2 separate regions of the Mus musculus genome follow, and region 2 is linked to region 1. Evidence: chromatin contacts called from public promoter capture Hi-C data. All regions are on one chromosome and are shown on one strand. The core of a region is the stretch at or near the end of the contact, and the rest is flanking DNA. Distances in the headings are between cores, read along the strand shown. Region 1 holds the start of Eif2b3 (eukaryotic translation initiation factor 2B, subunit 3). Region 2 holds the start of Tspan1 (tetraspanin 1).

Region 1 (4,272 bases), core at 908-3,407:
TTATTTTTTTCTCTCACAATTTTAAGATTTGTCTAAATTCAGGATTTTAGGGTAGCTTGGATATTTGGGGTATTTCAGGCAATCACTGCTTTTTATGTGGTCTCCTTCCTTGTTTCCAGAGACTTCTTGACTTAGAAACTTCCATGATCTTTCAAAACCTTGTTGGCTATAGACATAGTAAAGTTGATAGAGTACTTGTCTAGTGTGCTCCAGGCGCTGGGTGTGATACCCAGTGCTACATAAGCCAGCTATGGTAGTATACACCTGTAATCCCACCAGTCAAGAGGTGGATAAAGGAGGACCAGGGGCTCAAGGCCAGCCTCAGGTATAAAGTTTGAGGACAGCCTGGGCCTTGTGAGACTCTATCTCAAAGGGATGATAGTAATAGTAATAAATAACAACAACAACAACAACAGACAAAACTTGTCATATAATGTTCATCTGCTCAATAATTTCTGATCAAATAAGCAATCATTCAAAATAGCTTGAGTCAAGGCCAAGGCTCAATCAAAGGTCCAGGCCCAGGCCTAGGCTCAGACTGTGAAATTCCAGTTTAGACTCATGCTCCCTTTAAGTTGTCACCGTTGTGGTGTCCCCACTCCCCACTCCTACTTTTGAGACAGGTCTCCTTATTTAGCTCAGGATTTACAGTCCTTCTCCCTCAGCCTTTGAGATCACAGACATGCAATACCATGCACAACCACACTAAAAGCTTTTATATGCCAATATGAAGACAGGACTGTAGGCCCTGGGCTGCAGACACCATGGGGCTTGTTTCCTCCTGTGCTATCTGAGTTAAGAAGCTATTAAAAAAGAGTGCTTCTGTCTCTGTTTTCTTACGTTATGTTCATTATACATTCCACAGAAAAAACTTATGTTCCTTGCTATAGCCTACAAGCCGGTGGGGTCTGAATTCTCTGGTCTCCTCCATCTGGCTCCCTCTGGTAGCCTTTACTCACCCACTTCCCCTCTCACTTTATTTCTGCTGCAGTGCCCTTCCTACTCTTTATTGAACTCCGGGGTTTCTTTTGGGATTTGTTTGTTTGTTGCTGTTTTTTTGTTTTTTTGTTTTTTGAGACAGGGTTTCTCTGTGTAGCCCTGCTGTCCTGGAAATCACTCTGTAGACCAGGCTGGCCTCGAACTGACAGACATAGGCCTGCCTCTGCCTCCCAAGTGTTGGGATTATAGGCATTCACCACCACGGGCAGGATCTTTGCACTTGCTGTCTAGTCAGCTTGCAAGGCTCTTTCCCAAGGCTCAACCCGACTTACTCTCTTCAAACCATTAAGTGCTATTGTAAGACCCCCAAAGCTGGGCCTCAGCTCAAGTCCCGGGATGAGCTGGCCCGCACCCCAATAACTCAACAGCTCTTCTCTGCCGGGTATCCTTGGTAAAATTACAATTATCGCATCTCTGGTTGTAAGGTATAGAAACAAAAAGGCTTTTTGCTGGCTATAGAGAACAAAGAGCTTCTTTCTAGCTGTATTTTTAGAGAACAGGGAAAACAAGCTTGGGGGAATGTTTTAGGGGCTTTACCTCCCAGGGAGAAACGCTCTAAGTCCGGTTCTCACACTATCAGAAATGAATTTATTGTTTGAATGGCTAAAGTTTGCTGACACAAAGGCCAAATCAGGCATCTTGCACACTAGAAGCCTAACCAACCGCTGGCTTGCAAGGGAATTTAGTAGGTGTTTTGTTTTGCTTTGTTTTTTTAAATTCTTGAATCTTCTATGAGTGTTGGTGCAGGTCTTTAATCCCAGTCTACCGGGGGCAGAGGCAGGGGAGATTGCAGCTGGCGGTTCTCTGTGAGTTCGAGGCTAGCCTGGTTTACAGAGTGAGTTCCAGGACAGCCAGGGCTACACAGAGAAACCCTGTCTTGAAAAAAAAAAATCACAAAACAAAACAAAAAGTATTGACAAGCCAAATTTACAGTGCCGTGAGGCTGGGATTTAGAATGGCAACTCCGAAACGTTAGAGATTGAAGGGGACATTTAACAAGCACTAGGCAGCAATACAGAAACTCCACGCCACGGCTCGTCGGTCGCTTGGTCTCCGGCACGCTCCGCAAGAGCATCCTTGCCTTCTGCCATCTATTACTCGGCACTCGTTCCTCCTTCCTGAGTCGGCGCGTCGTATCGAACCGCTCGGCCACCGCGCGCCTGCGCTCTTGGCTTGTCAGCCAGAGGCGGCGTGGGGAGCGCTGGGAGAGGCTGCGGCGTGCGGATAGCTGAGGTAAAGCCGGGGCTAGTGCGGTGCCAGGCGGGGCACGAGCTGGCTGAGCAGGGAGAGCGGCGCGCGGATGCTGGAAAGCCGGGTTCCTGTGAGGGAGGCCAGCTAGCCGAGCAGGACCCGAGTAGGCAGACAGGGACTGCGCTCCCGAAATCGCCGGGCGAGACACTGCCGGCCCTGGCCGTAGAGCCATGCGTCCCGACTGGGGGACTGGAGAGTCCAAGCCTTGTGCAACAGATGGAAAAACTGAGTTTCAGGGAGGGACAGTTCTGCCCGAAGTCACACCGAGTGAGCACTAGACTCCCTTGGTGCCTTGCTGACATGGTTTCCACATTATTTATTCGTCCCACATTTATTTGGGCTCAAGGCAGGGACTAAATGGGATACAGTAAGGCCCTTTTAGGCAGCGCGCAAAGGTTTGGCAAACCAATTACAATGCAGTAGCCGATCTTACAATTTAGGACAGAAGACGGCAACTGTGAGGAAGGCATGACTGGGACTCTGTAAACGCCTCCTGTAAAACTTGGAGGCTGGTGAGACTCATCGACTTGGTATTGGGAGTCACGACGGTAAAGTTGAAACTTTTAAGTCTAGCCTTATGATTGGTTAGGTTCATAAGTATTCTTGTTTCTTAGGTTGCGTCTTTTTTTTTTTTTTTCCTCCTTAACCCAGAGATTGAGAACAGGAACTTTAGGTTCTAGCCACCTGGGTTCCAAATGTGTTCTTGTACACATTTGAGCTTAACACTAATGTGGGGTTGCTGTGAGGTTCACAGATGCTCATTCCACATATAGTATCTGGCATCTGACTGGGTGTATCCTGACAACACATAGTCCCCAACTTCAAGGAACTCACTCTTAATAGGCATTTAAATGAATGCCTGCAGTGAAGCCTATAAAGGTTGACACAGTCCGTACAGAGTATAGTAGAAGCAGCAGGTGAAAGAAGTCCCATCATTGGTGTGCAAAAAGTTAGTTGTAGCTTCATGCTATGCAAGATGATTTCTGAGCAGAGTCTTTTTAAAGAGTTTTGCTACTTGGTTACTTGTCCCAGGAGAAAACCAGCCTAAAGCAGGAGTAGCCGTAGACCTGCAGTTCTGGCTGCTAAGGTGGTAAGACTGGGAATCACTTGAGCCCAGGAGGTTAATTCACACTTTATAACCAGGTATTGGCACTAGATTCACAAGCATCAATATGATGACCTCTAGAAGTGGTTCTAGAGTCTGGAACCACCAGGTTGCATGTACTGATCTGTAGTGAGGGTCACATCTAGGAAAGGCCATCACACTAGCTATGACAGCGTAATAATACCTGTCCACTTAAAAAGGACCTATAGGGGGCTGGAGAGGTGCCTCAGTGATTAAAAGCAGCGTATATTCTTCCAAAGGACCTAGGTTCAGTTCTCGGCACCTACATGATAGCTCAGAACCATCTATAACTCCACTTACAGGGGATCTGACTCCATATGTGCACTCAACACACACATAAAATTAAAAAAAAAATAAGTATTTGTTACAAAAGAAAACCCAGAGTTATAGCACAGTATATTTTAGTTGGTATAGTGTGTTTTCCGTGATCCAGCATCTGTCCAATAATATGAAACATGTATATAGTGCGTGTGATAGGATGAACGTTACTTTGCATGTCTTATAGAGAAATACTTTTTTATTCTTGTGTAGGGGATCCAGCCTAAGGCCTCATAAATACCAGACAAGTGAGCCCTCATTTAATCCCAACAGCTTCATGAATGTGTGGATGTGTATATTCCTAAATACATAACTACAGCTGCTCTCTCATAATCATGTTGATTATGTGTATTTCCCCAGGACTGGTCATTTGGTATTGGATAATCAATTGATGTTCACTATTTCACTTGCTCTCAGAATTTCTTAGTTGCCTGTAGTTTTTTTTTTTGCTTAGGGTTGAGGCCTTGTAAGCTTTCCCTCCCAGACATTAACATGTCAGTTGGTGTTATCCTTGTTCAGGTCTCGTTTAGGAAGCCATGTTGGTGACACTTTATGGCTGTATAGTCTCTGGCATATCT
Region 2 (4,437 bases), core at 1,479-3,978, 850 kb before region 1:
TTTCTCCTTTACATGGAAGCAGTCAGTGGTAGTGTTGAGCAGGCTCAATAGTCACCATAGCAACAGCTGGGTGAGGCTTACACCTGCTTGCGACCTTGAAACAGGGCTGAGGTTGAGAGGTTCATTCACCCAGAGGCCCTATTTGGTCCCCCTTTAGGGTAGAATCAACTGTCAGACTCCTTTTTCACCCAGACCGCTGACTGACACAGAAACAGAACACAACTACAGCTTCTAGTCAAGACATGGGCTCAACCTAAGGTTTCAGAGGTAGTCTGGAAGCTTTGAGGGGGTTCTGATGAAGGCCTGGGTACCACAGCTCCTAGCAAACCTTTGCTGACCCAAGGTCTTTGGGAGATGAATCAGCCTGACACTGGCTTGGGCCCAGCTCCCACTGAACTAAAGAAACCAGTCTGGCATGGGCATATAAAGATATATATATATATTGTGGCTCTATCCCAGGATGTTTGCTTAATGACAAAAGAGCCAGGCTGCTAGCCTTCAGGGTCAAATTTCAAGGAGCCTGGCTTTCCTACCTTGTTCTGCCCAGTCTGGCAAGACCTAGGCAACAGAGGACAGAAACCAAACTGGATTTAACCCTATCAGGCCAGAGCCCTGGCTCTCCCAATTACTGAAATCCTAGCATTTCCTTCAGTTATCTGAATGAAACCTAGTTCTTGGCAGCCAAAGCCCAAGGTACAGACCACATTGGAGTCAAAGAGACTACTTACCCTTTGCCCAGTTTCTCTAAACTGGTACACACGCCATGTCTTTATTCTCTCCCCTCCCACTCATTATTCTCTGGTGACATGGGCCCCTGACCACTGTTTTTAAACACCCCTTTTCCGCCTTTCCTTCCTACTGTCCTTTGCCTCCATCACTGTGGCTATTTTTCTGTTCATCTCTACTTCCAGTTTCCAAGAACTGACTTTCTTTGAGACCAGGGGTTCTATAATATTCGCAAGGCTACAGCAGGGGTGGAAGGCAGACTTTCCCTTACTGTTGCCAGAGTCCTCTCCCACCCCTATGACCTCACTGGCTGCTCACAGGCACCAGACTTTCATATGCCCATGCACCTCCGTTGGGTACACATGAGTGTAGCGGATGACCCCTTCTTTCCCCCTACATTGCTCAAACCATTTCTAAGACGTCTTTGTTTTACCGCTCCTCTGCCACCTTTGTTTACTGTGTCCCTTTCTTATCTCTGTCACTATCTCCAGGGTTTGGGCCTCTTGGCTTAGCTTCTCAAACAAGCCCTATATAATCTGTTCCAGGTTTTCTAAACAATATCAAATTTCATTACCTCTGGGCCTTCCTACGCCCTTTAGGGCTCCCCCACCCAATGCAAATGTCCAACCTCAACTACTTCCTCCAGGAAGCACTTTCCAACTAGGCTGTATTCAAACCCCTTCAGGGCCTCCCTTACTTAGCCTTGCCGGTAAATCTAAAAGTACCACTTTGCAATTGTCAGTATATATAGCAATTATCAGCCTCTTTGACAATGATCAGCCTATCTGATTTACTGAACCTGAGATTCTCAAGGGCAGTGAATGGCCTGGCTCTACCCTAGCACATAGCACTGAGTCTTAGTCAATGAATATTTTCCTTTTTGTTTGTGGACTCGTGCATGCTAAGCAAATGCTCTACCACTGAACAACAATCTCAGACCCTTAAATGCCAGCCCAGTCAATGAGTACTTATTGAGTCAACTAAGAGGCATGGATAAGACTCTCAGCTTTTTCAACGCACGGTGGTCACTGAATTGCCTTTTACACTATAAACTTAAGCAGAGCCCCTTTCCTCTCTGAACCGTGAATGCCTATTTTAAAATGGGGGAGGGGGGACAATCATTCCTGCTAGCCAGCCCTGCCCCAGAATGATCCTTCCTAGAAGGGAGGTGAGAGACTCAAGCTTCTCCATCCCTAGCCTTCCGCATCTTCACCCAAACCTCTGTGTGGCAGTCAGGTTGTTAGTGGAATCAGGAATCAGCATTTGGGAAGACCCTCTGCTTCCTTCTCATATAGGAAAATTTACAGGGCAGAGTCTGGGTACCTAGTTTCCCATTCTCCAGCCTGGCCTCTGTTCAGACTGTGACCTGCTTTTGTAAGGAACCCCAGGAAACCCACAACCACCATACTTACAAAGATGAGTAGATTGAAGAGGAACATCATGACCTTAATGAATTTGAAGCACTGCATGGTGTGTCCTGGGAAACAGACATGCACAAATTAGGGCCTTACCTCCCACTTGCCCTGGGCTGGCTGTGTTTTTTTGAGTCCAACATCTTGTTATTTCTCACCAAATTTCCCCTGCATCTGGACTCTAATATCTCAGAACTTTTTCCAGTCCTTTTGTTGACACGTATGCCCACCTGTACTAGTTCTCAGATCTTAATATCCCCAGATCCCCATGCAGGTATTACAAGCCTGATCTCACACTCCAGACCACTCAACACCCTTGCCTGACACCTGTCTTTCCTAATCCTCTTTCTAAACCAATCTCAGATTCTTCAGTACCCACCAATGGCTTTTTCTAGCACCCCAAACCTGTTTTTAGACTGGTACCTATTCATAGATTAATCCCTGGTCTATGCCATCACCTGCTTCAGGGCTCTTGGCAATAGGTTCTGAACGGGATCTGTTGCACTCCAGAAGGAACAGAACAGCTCCAGGAAACTGCCACTCAGTGTGCTGGCAGAACGCTGAAGGAGCGGCTAGTCCTCGCAAAACACTACTCACCTACAGGTGGGGCAGGTGTTTTAAAACCTCCTGGCCGCAGGCCCGCCCGCTGGCCCCACCCAAGGCTGATTAGCCTTCTTTGCCCCTGCTGCCCCCTACTGCCTGGAGATAAGTTCCCAACACTGAAAGCAATAATTAAATCTCTACCTGGAAATGTCACCATAGACTCTGCCTCTCCTGAAAAGGGGTGTATGGGGCAGCAGTGTCAGGAGCTGGACAAGTAGCTTTCTAGAACTTTTGGGTGCCTCGCTCACAATAGTGTGATATGATTCTTACCTTGAAACTGTGTGTTTACTGGCACCCACATCTGCTCGAGCTGCCACCCATATGTTTACACACAAAACTCAGTCACGGGGGGCTGGTGAGATGGCTCAACAGGTAAGAGCACCCGACTGCTCTTCCGAAGGTCCTGAGTTCAAATTCCGGCAACCACATGGTGGCTCACAACCATCCATAATGAGATCTGACTCCCTCTTCTAGAGTGTCAGAAGACAGCTACAGTGTACTTACATATAATAAATAATAAATAAATCTTAAAAAAAAAAAGGGCTGGTGAGATGGCTCAGTGGGTAAGAGCACCCGACTGCTCTTCCGAAAGTCCAGAGTTCAAATCCCAGCAACCACATGGTGGCTCACAACCATCCGTAACAAGATCTGACTCCCTCTTCTGGTGTGTCTGAAGACAGCTACAGTGTACTTACATATAATAATAAATAAATCTTTAAAAAAAAAAACTCAGTCACGTATATAACATAGAGTGATACTCTTTTTTTTTTTCCTTTTTTCTTTTGGTTTTTCAAGACAGGGCAGGGTTTCTCTGTGTAGACCTGGTTGTCCTGGAACTCACTCTGTAGACCAGGCTGACCTCAAACTCAAAAATCTGCCTGCCTCTGCCTCCCAAGTGCTGGGATTAAAGGGATGCACCACCACTGCCCAGCAGAGTGGTACTCTTGAATGTAAATGAACATGTCTCACACTGTCTCTTGCGTGTTCACACACACATAAGTATATGCACACACTCGTGAGCACGTGCGTGCACGCACACACACACATATGCACACACAAACAAATGTACATTCATGTGCATACACTTATGAGAACACACACACATGCTCATACATATGCACGCTCATACATATGCACACACATACACTTGCACATGGGTGCACACACACACACACACACACACACTTTCAAGGATATGATCATGGTCCTCTGTTCTCACCACAGAACAGGAAATGGTTGTTTTTCCTCTTCCTTTCACAAAACCCACAAGACTTCAAGGTCACCGTCATCATCCTCTTCCTCCTCCTCCTCCTCCTCCTTTTCCTCCTCTTCCTCCTCCTCCTCCTTCTTTACATCCTTTTGCCTGCATATCTCTGATGTGTGAGCCTGGTTCTTACGGAGTTCAGAGCAGCCCATCAGATCCCCTGGAGTCCTGGAACTGAAAGTTAAGGAGGCAGTGAGCCACCATGTGGGTGCTGGAAATCAAACCAAGGTCCTTTGCAGCCTCAACCACTATGTCATTTCTCCAGCCCCCCCCCCCGCCCCCCCCCCACTCTTCTTTTCCCCCTCTCCATATTCTGGAATCCAGAGTATGGCCCTGGTCATTCTGCCAGCAGGTGGCACTATGGGCCTACAAAGGAGACACTATCACCCCAAGGTTCTGTAACCCTTCTTTTCTGGGGCTCCCTCTTTGTTT

The links. Promoter capture Hi-C pulls out the DNA fragments that hold promoters and counts their contacts.
Region 2: a contact with region 1 is called in a promoter capture Hi-C map of cranial neural crest. The contact joins the promoter of Tspan1 here to the promoter of Eif2b3 in region 1. A contact is called at or near these places in 3 of 39 promoter capture datasets (cranial neural crest, hippocampal neurons and liver).

The regions. Positions count from the first base shown.
Region 1 is chr4:117,017,245-117,021,516 of GRCm38.p6, forward strand. It overlaps Eif2b3 (eukaryotic translation initiation factor 2B, subunit 3), which reads left to right and starts at 2,158. Exons shown (of 12, transcript NM_001111277.2): 1 at 2,158-2,232.
Region 2 is chr4:116,164,870-116,169,306 of GRCm38.p6, forward strand. Tspan1 (tetraspanin 1) reads right to left here and starts at 2,729. Exons shown (of 8, transcript NM_133681.4): 1 at 2,597-2,729; 2 at 2,139-2,203. The coding sequence starts at 2,195.